2 separate regions of the Lactuca sativa genome follow, and region 2 is linked to region 1. The links are chromatin contacts, called in public Hi-C maps. All regions are on one chromosome and are shown on one strand. Each heading gives the region's core, a stretch centred on a gene start, on an enhancer-like site or on the middle of the called end of the contact. The rest is flanking DNA. Distances are from core to core; before and after follow the strand shown. Region 1 holds the start of LOC111919773 (protein FAR1-RELATED SEQUENCE 5-like). Region 2 holds the start of LOC111919700 (transcription initiation factor IIE subunit alpha).

What was found. Hi-C and Micro-C count contacts between places; a contact is called where the count stands out from the background.
Region 2: a Hi-C map of leaf shows a contact between it and region 1, with 3 times the contacts expected there. The contact joins the promoter of LOC111919700 here to the promoter of LOC111919773 in region 1. A contact is called at or near these places in 3 of 4 Hi-C or Micro-C datasets (leaf and seed).

Annotation. Positions count from the first base shown.
Region 1 is chr8:17,234,497-17,238,225 of Lsat_Salinas_v11, reverse strand. It overlaps LOC111919773 (protein FAR1-RELATED SEQUENCE 5-like), which reads right to left and starts at 2,423. Exons shown (of 5, transcript XM_023915366.1): 1 at 2,300-2,423; 2 at 1,703-2,162; 3 at 1,268-1,588; 4 at 1,035-1,185; 5 at 321-701. The coding sequence starts at 2,423. The coding sequence ends at 321.
Region 2 is chr8:17,433,168-17,437,170 of Lsat_Salinas_v11, reverse strand. LOC111919700 (transcription initiation factor IIE subunit alpha) reads left to right here and starts at 1,596. Exons shown (of 11, transcript XM_023915283.3): 1 at 1,596-1,811; 2 at 2,152-2,318; 3 at 2,428-2,550. The coding sequence starts at 2,296.

The DNA of each region.
Region 1 (3,729 bases), core at 1,174-3,673:
TTTAACCTGTATAGAAAAATAATCAGATATATATGCAAAAATTCGTGTGGGAAAAAATAATACCGTATATATAGAGTCTTTTAGCAACTTATCCCAATTATCATCGTCATCATCACTGAAAATATCGGAGTCAGGTCGATTCGAGATGGAATATCCATGTGGCCTAAATTATTTTATCTGAAACTCATGAACATGGTCAACAATGTTGTGATTTAACGAAAAACATGCTGTCATTGACCTGTACATTTCGTTCTGAACCTGTCTAAACACTTTACGTGTGTAGAATAGAGAAGCGTTTCCCTCTATTGGAAATGGTGTTCTCATTTTAGGGAATTTGTCTTTTTTTTGAAGTCCAAAGAGGATTGAGTATAACGTTGCTTCTCCATGGCAAATTCAAACAAATTCATAAAGTTTACTAAAGTTGATCCATAATGAGTGTTTTGATGAAAGACTGAGTTTTGACTCTCAGAACGAGATGTTGTTCTCATGAGACCTGACATAGGGACTCTTTTGAAAAATGCAGGAATCCATGAATGTCTCAAGTTGTACATTCTACTTAACCAAGTATTATCGTTAAGATCATATTCATCCAATAGTGCTTGCCATCCCTGTTCGAAATCTTTCTCTTCAAGCTTAGTATTCCATATCAAGGAGTTGAACAGTAACTTAAATTCCTCGTCGTTGACAATATCCAACGATACCTTACAATAAGAAAATGTGGAAGGTGTTAAAAATCAAAATCATTGAATCAATCCAAAATGTATAAAAGGAAACGATAATAATGTTATAGAACATTAGTCAGTGTAGACTATATGTTAGAGATACAAAAGTACTATCATTGATTATTTTCAGAATGTAAAATTAAAATAACAGTGATTCAAAATGAATAAAATGTTGACCGAGAGATTATTAAATAAAAGCTTGTAACCTTCAATGGTAATTTGGAAGTGATGTGCCACATACACAACCTATGAATTGATTCTGGAAAACATTGGCTATAGCGTTTTTCATCGCGGGTCTTCATTAGATAACACCAATATTGGTTGTTTACCAAAGGCTTTAAGAAAAGATTTCAACAACCATGTGTATGAGTCGATATCCTCTTTGCTATGCAATCCAGCACCAAAAGTAACACACTTTTTGTGATTGTCGATTCCAGTGAAAGGAACAAATACCATGTCATACCTAAAAAGTGGTAAAATTTACATTGAAAATTTTAAAAGACTTAAAATTAAAACAAAAAACATAAACATAAAAAATACATAACCTGTTTGTTCGGAATGTGGCATCAAAGGAGACAACATCACCAAATTCTTTATAATTTATCTTTGAGGTCTCGTCAGCCCAAAACATAGCGTTGAGTTGCTTATTTTCTACTCTGAAATCGAATGAAAAATTAGGAACATTTTTTGTTCTGTTTGTCATCTTATCGACTAACATTTGAGCATCAGTTCCACCTATAAAGCAATTAAGATCCCTCATCAAAATTTTAAAATCATCAACAGTGCCTCCAATAATATTGTATCCACCATTAATAGCAGTAAATAGCCTGTGAGCTTGGGTGGCACAAACGTTCTGATTAGAAAGACTAATAATGAACGATTTTTGTCATGAATTAAGCTGTCTGTGGTGTCGGGAAAACAATATGTCGTCTTGAGACATAAGCTCATGATTATGTTCCTCTACAAACTCATATAGCAACCATGTAGAGCTTCCTTTTATCATCCTAAATCTGATACAAGCATTGCATCCAGTCCTTCGACTATCAGTCTTTCTTTTTATCTTACTTCTGTTTGGGTTCAATGTATCAACATGACCTGTATTAGGAAGACCTTGTCTGTTACACACGAGGTATCTCAATCTAATAATACCATGCCCATTTTTCCCATTTGTCGTTTTTCTAACATCAAAACTTGCTGCAAGAGCATACTTGTAATACATATCTGTTATATCTTCATAGGACCTGTAATGACCTTTAAGTTTTGGCTTAACTTCATCAGGGGCCTTTGGAATCCAATACTGTTTTCCATTAATAATCACATGCTGATGATTATCATTAGATTGATTATCATCAAATACACCCAATGTCTTGTCTTCAATTGAAATATCACCTAAAACGTTTGCATCTAGATCAATATAATCATAAATATAACAATCTTCTACTAAAAATAAACAATGATGAATTAACATAAAATATACTATCGAAATTTAGTAAATGGAAGTTAACATTTACGAAAAACTGTAATAAATTAAACCTGGATTCTTATCATGATATACGGAAATTTGTAAGAAATTAAACTTGGATTTTTATCAATTCCATGATGTTGGTCATCGAACAGACTATCACCAAAAGTATGATCTATTCCATCCTGCATTGAATATAAATCATCGTTGTAATCGCCGTCTTCTGTATGAAAATCCATTTGGATCAATAGAATAATAAAATATTTTTCAAAACGATGAATGATATGACTGATATAACAAAATGATTAGTAGGTGAGTTTCATTTGTGGATTATGGAAAGATCAATCAACGTATTTTTAGGCTATTTGTTTTAATTACTTGATTGACTTTTGTGTAAAATTACATGCTTACCCTTAAAAATAAATTTACTTATTTTTTTAAATGATAAATATTGATTGGCTGTAAATCGTCCTCACGTATTCACACTAATCTATGTTTTTAAATGAACCTACTTATATATATATATATATATATATATATATATATATATATATATATATATATATATATATATATATATATATGGAAATCATCAAATGAGAACATCAAAAAGGTTGAGAACGCGGGAACAGTTCTGAACCAATCATTTTACAAAGGTATATTATTAATTGCATATTTAATTTAAATTATAGCAAATCTTAATCTCCTAAATTTTAGCAATATTAATTACAATTACTTAAAATAATAGATTAGCCTATTTTTATTTTATTTTTTATTAATATATGACAAAAATATTTTTTATTAATTTTTGTTAACAAAGTCATTTTTTATAATTTATCATTCATCAGATATTATATGAATAAAGATTGAAAAAACATTTTTTTTTCATTTGTATTCATAAATAAATGAAAACATACATTAAATTAATTTTTTGAATAATTTTATTTGATCTGATTATGTTAATTGTGAAAGATTATATACAACAATAAAAGATGGAATGAGTAAAGCACCATAAAAAATAAATAACTAAGAATAAAAACTCAATTTAGTCGTAATCATAAACGTATAAAGTACATTTACAAATATAGAAAACAAATACACCTGAAATCATTAATGAATAAAGGAAAATGCATGTAAAGATAAAAGAATATAGTTTAGTTGTAATCACAAATGACTAAAGAAGATAAAAAATCCAGTTTGCTGTAATTTTTCTTGTTGCTACCGGCACACACAAAAACAAAAAAGGGCACATGTGATCATTGTTATTCTTGGGGTCACACCTGCATAATCAAGTTCAAAGATAATTAAAAAAAATAGATAATAAAGTTGTGTATACATCTTCACTGATTCACAAATGAATGTATGTTTGTCTTTTGATGGTAGGGAAAGGAAAACGTAGCCCCTATATCTTTCATTTTTGTTGAAATCACATATATAAAAGTGCAATATTTTACTCCTAACGTTTTCAATTGACCGGTATTTCCCAACAAAATGATTATGAAATTTTTTTTTAGTTTTTAACATAAACCTTATAATGAATAGAGA
Region 2 (4,003 bases), core at 347-2,846, 200 kb before region 1:
TATTTAATATAGGGAGAGAGAAAGAGATAAAAGAAATCACCGCCACCCAACGCCCTCACGTCCTTACCCTTCTTCTTCTTTCTTCACTTCTCCTGAATCATCTGCCACATCGCAACTTGCTTCTTCACCTTGAAATCGAACAACAAGTCTGTCACAAGAAAAAGTAAACGCACAGATCGATTTTCGGAATCTACGGAAACGCTAATGACGGGTGTGATTTTTTTGGTGTGGAGACGATGAAGAACGCTGATATGATGGAGGAGTCTACGGAAACGATAAACAACATCGATGATTTCTATGGTGCGAAAACAATAAACGTCAGCGATTCTCTAGGTTGTGGAAACAATGAACATTGTCATCGATTTCTAGGATTTGGAAACGATTCACGATTCATAATGACAATGTGTCTTAAGATTTAGAGAGGATTCATCCATACAAAGGCAGCCTTGCACCTGGGGATCGATTTAGGAAGAGGAATATGCACAAGGATTTTGTTGTGTGGATACAGAGGCGAACATTAGGAATTCGAAGACAACTGCTTTCAAAGTTCCTTCTTGGTTGGAGAGAGAGGGAGAGAAAGAAGTAAAGAAAGATATGAGGTTTTGTCAATTTGGATTCTAGCATTTGACGGAGTAAAAATTTAGGAATTCTTTGTGTGAAATTTTCCAATTCAGTGTATTGTACATCTTTTAGAAGCTTGCAATATGCAAACTTGATTTATGATGTAAAACTTATAAGGATTGCTTAGTTGGAAGGAATTATTCAGTCCAAATCAAGTTAGTCCCTGAAGCTAGTTTTAAGACATGTTAAAAACTTGATTTTATATCTTATCTGTTGTTAACTCTTTGTATAACAGGTGAATATGACTTTATGAGTTTTAACTAATCTTTTGTTCATTGTTGATTTTTTCATAACAGGTGAAAGTTCCAACTTGGATTGACAATAGTAAAGAAGGATTTTTCAGTGTAGGTGCCCGATTTGAACCTATGTTAGAATCAAAGGAGAATGATGCTATTAAAACAAATTTACCCTTCAGACCCATTTTTGCTGTACACCAAATAACAAGGTTCATTTTTCATTTTCTTACCCCTTTCCTCCTTCACGACTCGGATACATGTCATGGTATTGAAGTTTATTATTAAAAGATTTTCAAGTTTGCTATTTATATAAAAAATCAACATTCAGGCATGTTATTATTTGGAGCTTACTGATGAAGTCGGTGCACCAGTGCACCGAGAAGAACGAGAAAGAAGAAATTGATAAAAAGAAGGTTGGGTAGGTCTTTAAGTGGCTATAAACATGGAAGGACAAAAATGCCCCCAACGTGCTACTCACATGGGGGTTAATAACAGCAAAATAGATGACAAAGTTAATTTAGGGACTGGGCGGGTAACAAATTTAGGTTTTAGGGATGGTCCGAGTTAAAAAAACTTCTTAGGGACCAAGCGTGCAAGTAACCATTAACCATAGTGACCATCCGTGTAATTTACTCAAAGTTCTAGGTTTGTGGTATCCATGCCCTTAGCCTAATATATTTCGGATCGAGTACGTATCTCGTAGGCGTTATTATGGGTCGAGAACCAAACTCAAAATTTGGCCCAGTTGGTCCGCTTAAAAGGGGGATAAACATAAACCATGGCCGATTGGTCCGATTACGATCTCACCTCTCTTCGATTTTCTCTTCATTAGCCTCGGCCTCTCGCTGCTCTTCGATCTTTTCCTCGTCGATCCCTGTGACTCTATCTGTATCGGCCTCTTGCTATTGTCCTCTTCGATCTTTCTGCACTCATTGGCTCACGCTCGCCTCTCAAGTAGGTATAACCTAATTTTGTTCATCTTTATTAATAGACCCTAATTCAATTTTTAATTGTTTGTTGTTGTTGGTTACTTGGCTTAAAACTGGTTATAATATGAGAAAATGACTTGAGTTGATATGATAATCATCCAATATTACCAATTATATTTTCGACTCTTATTTAAAGCTCTGCAACTGTGCAGGGATTTGAACCTGGAGGTGTTATAACATGAGAATACATAGGCCAAAGTTATAGTGTATACTTATTCCTATTATTTGAATTGCTTGTAGGAACACTATGTTAATTACTGTTTATTCTAATTGAATTTTAAATTTATGTTGCTTGAAGTGATCAGGTTTATGAATCATCCAATCGTTCAAGTAGGATCACCGAATCATCAGATTGCTGCTGAATTCCTCTACTAAGTTCAGTGATTACCAGATTCAAGTCAATAGCTAAAGCGTAAACTCTAGGTGTTTTGTATTCGGATAATCAAAACATGAGCATAGAGCCATTTAACAAGTAAATATCTTATTTATTCGTATAAAGCGATTTTTTAGTTTTAGTTCTGTAATTTCTTTAAATTTTCATCAATTTGGGTTTGATTAGTTTATAATTATGATGGATTTAGATTGGTGAAGTTGGCGGCAAGGGCATTTTATGATGATATTACTGCAAAAGGAGATAATCAACCGAAATCAGGGAGGAGTGATAATAGGGGAATTGCTGTTGTAGTTCTTGATGCTCTCACGAGGTAATTTGGTTTTCAGTTCATAGCAATTATATACAAATGATAATTAAGCAGTGAATTCGTGCATGTGGGTGTGAAAAGTAGTTGGTTGTGGAATCTTCCAACTTTTTGCTTTGGCTCAATTGTAAACGATGAATTTGCTCAACTCTCTATATGTATATCCATCCAGTTCTTTTAAACTGGATCCATGATCACATATTGTGTATCCTCACACAGTCTTGAAACACTAAATGATATAAACCGATAGCAGCATCCTAACTTTTCTGAATCCTTAATATGTTTAATTATTTAATCAGGGTTAGCAGTTATGCAAATAGGTTCAGCAGTGGCAATTAGGGAAGTGATGAAAAACTTATATGGGAATTCTTTACCCATATTTTGATTTGAAAATCATTTATTCTAAAACACAAATTTGGATGATGCTTCTAAGAGAAAAGTACAATTACAAATGGCAATCAATAACATTTTGTGTAGTTTCTTGTCTGCATATGAATAGAAGTGTAGGGATTTCAAACAATTTTTAGTTTAAGGTTAGAAATATGAAATACATCATCTTTTATAATCTAAACATGCTGGGAAGAAATACCACCAATCAAAGAGTACGCTTTTCTATTCGTGAAATAACTTCTGCATTTTGGTTTTAGTTTTGATAATGGTTGATTCATTGACTAGATATGCCCAACTCTGACTATTTAGTAGGATGGAGAGTACATTAGGGTGTGGCTTAATTTTGTTATATCTCTCAAGACGAATTAGGTAGTTATCTCATTGGACAAACAGGGTGTAACTGATTCCTGACCTGTCTGAATTTAGAACCTATACTTTCCTTTACGAATTAGTCCTGTGAATCTTCTAGAATCTAGATTTCGCAAACAGGATTGCAGGACTTTCTCATCCCACAACAGCATACTGAAAAGAACAAGAAAATCCGGTAAGTAAAATGAGATCAAATCCTGTATAGACTTTTAAAGATAGTTTTTTTTTTTTTTAAATTATTTATTTATTTATTTATTAATACTAGCCTATATTAGATAACCATTCACTTTCAGTACTGAATGAATAATTTTTTGTCAAATCAACTTGACTTCTTGAAGCCAAAAGACTAATATACCACTGCCACAAAAAGTCATAAATTTGGAATAAGATTTATCAAGATAGAGGGCAGCAGTGGAAAAGCATGCCTCTTCTGAGAGAACATAACCAGCTGCTGCCCAAAGGGCGACAGAAGTCCACCATTTTGGTCTTTTAAATATTTTAGATCCATTTGCTAGGAATTGAGTTAACCAATCTCGTCTCATCATTTCACCTTTCTGTGATTGGAAAAAATTATCTAACCAAGGGACATATCTCGGTTCAAAATCTGGGTCAAAGATGAAAATATGGTCAATACTTATAGAGAAATTAAATATCCTCCTACTTTTTATTCCTACATATCTTCCTACCAATTTAATATGAT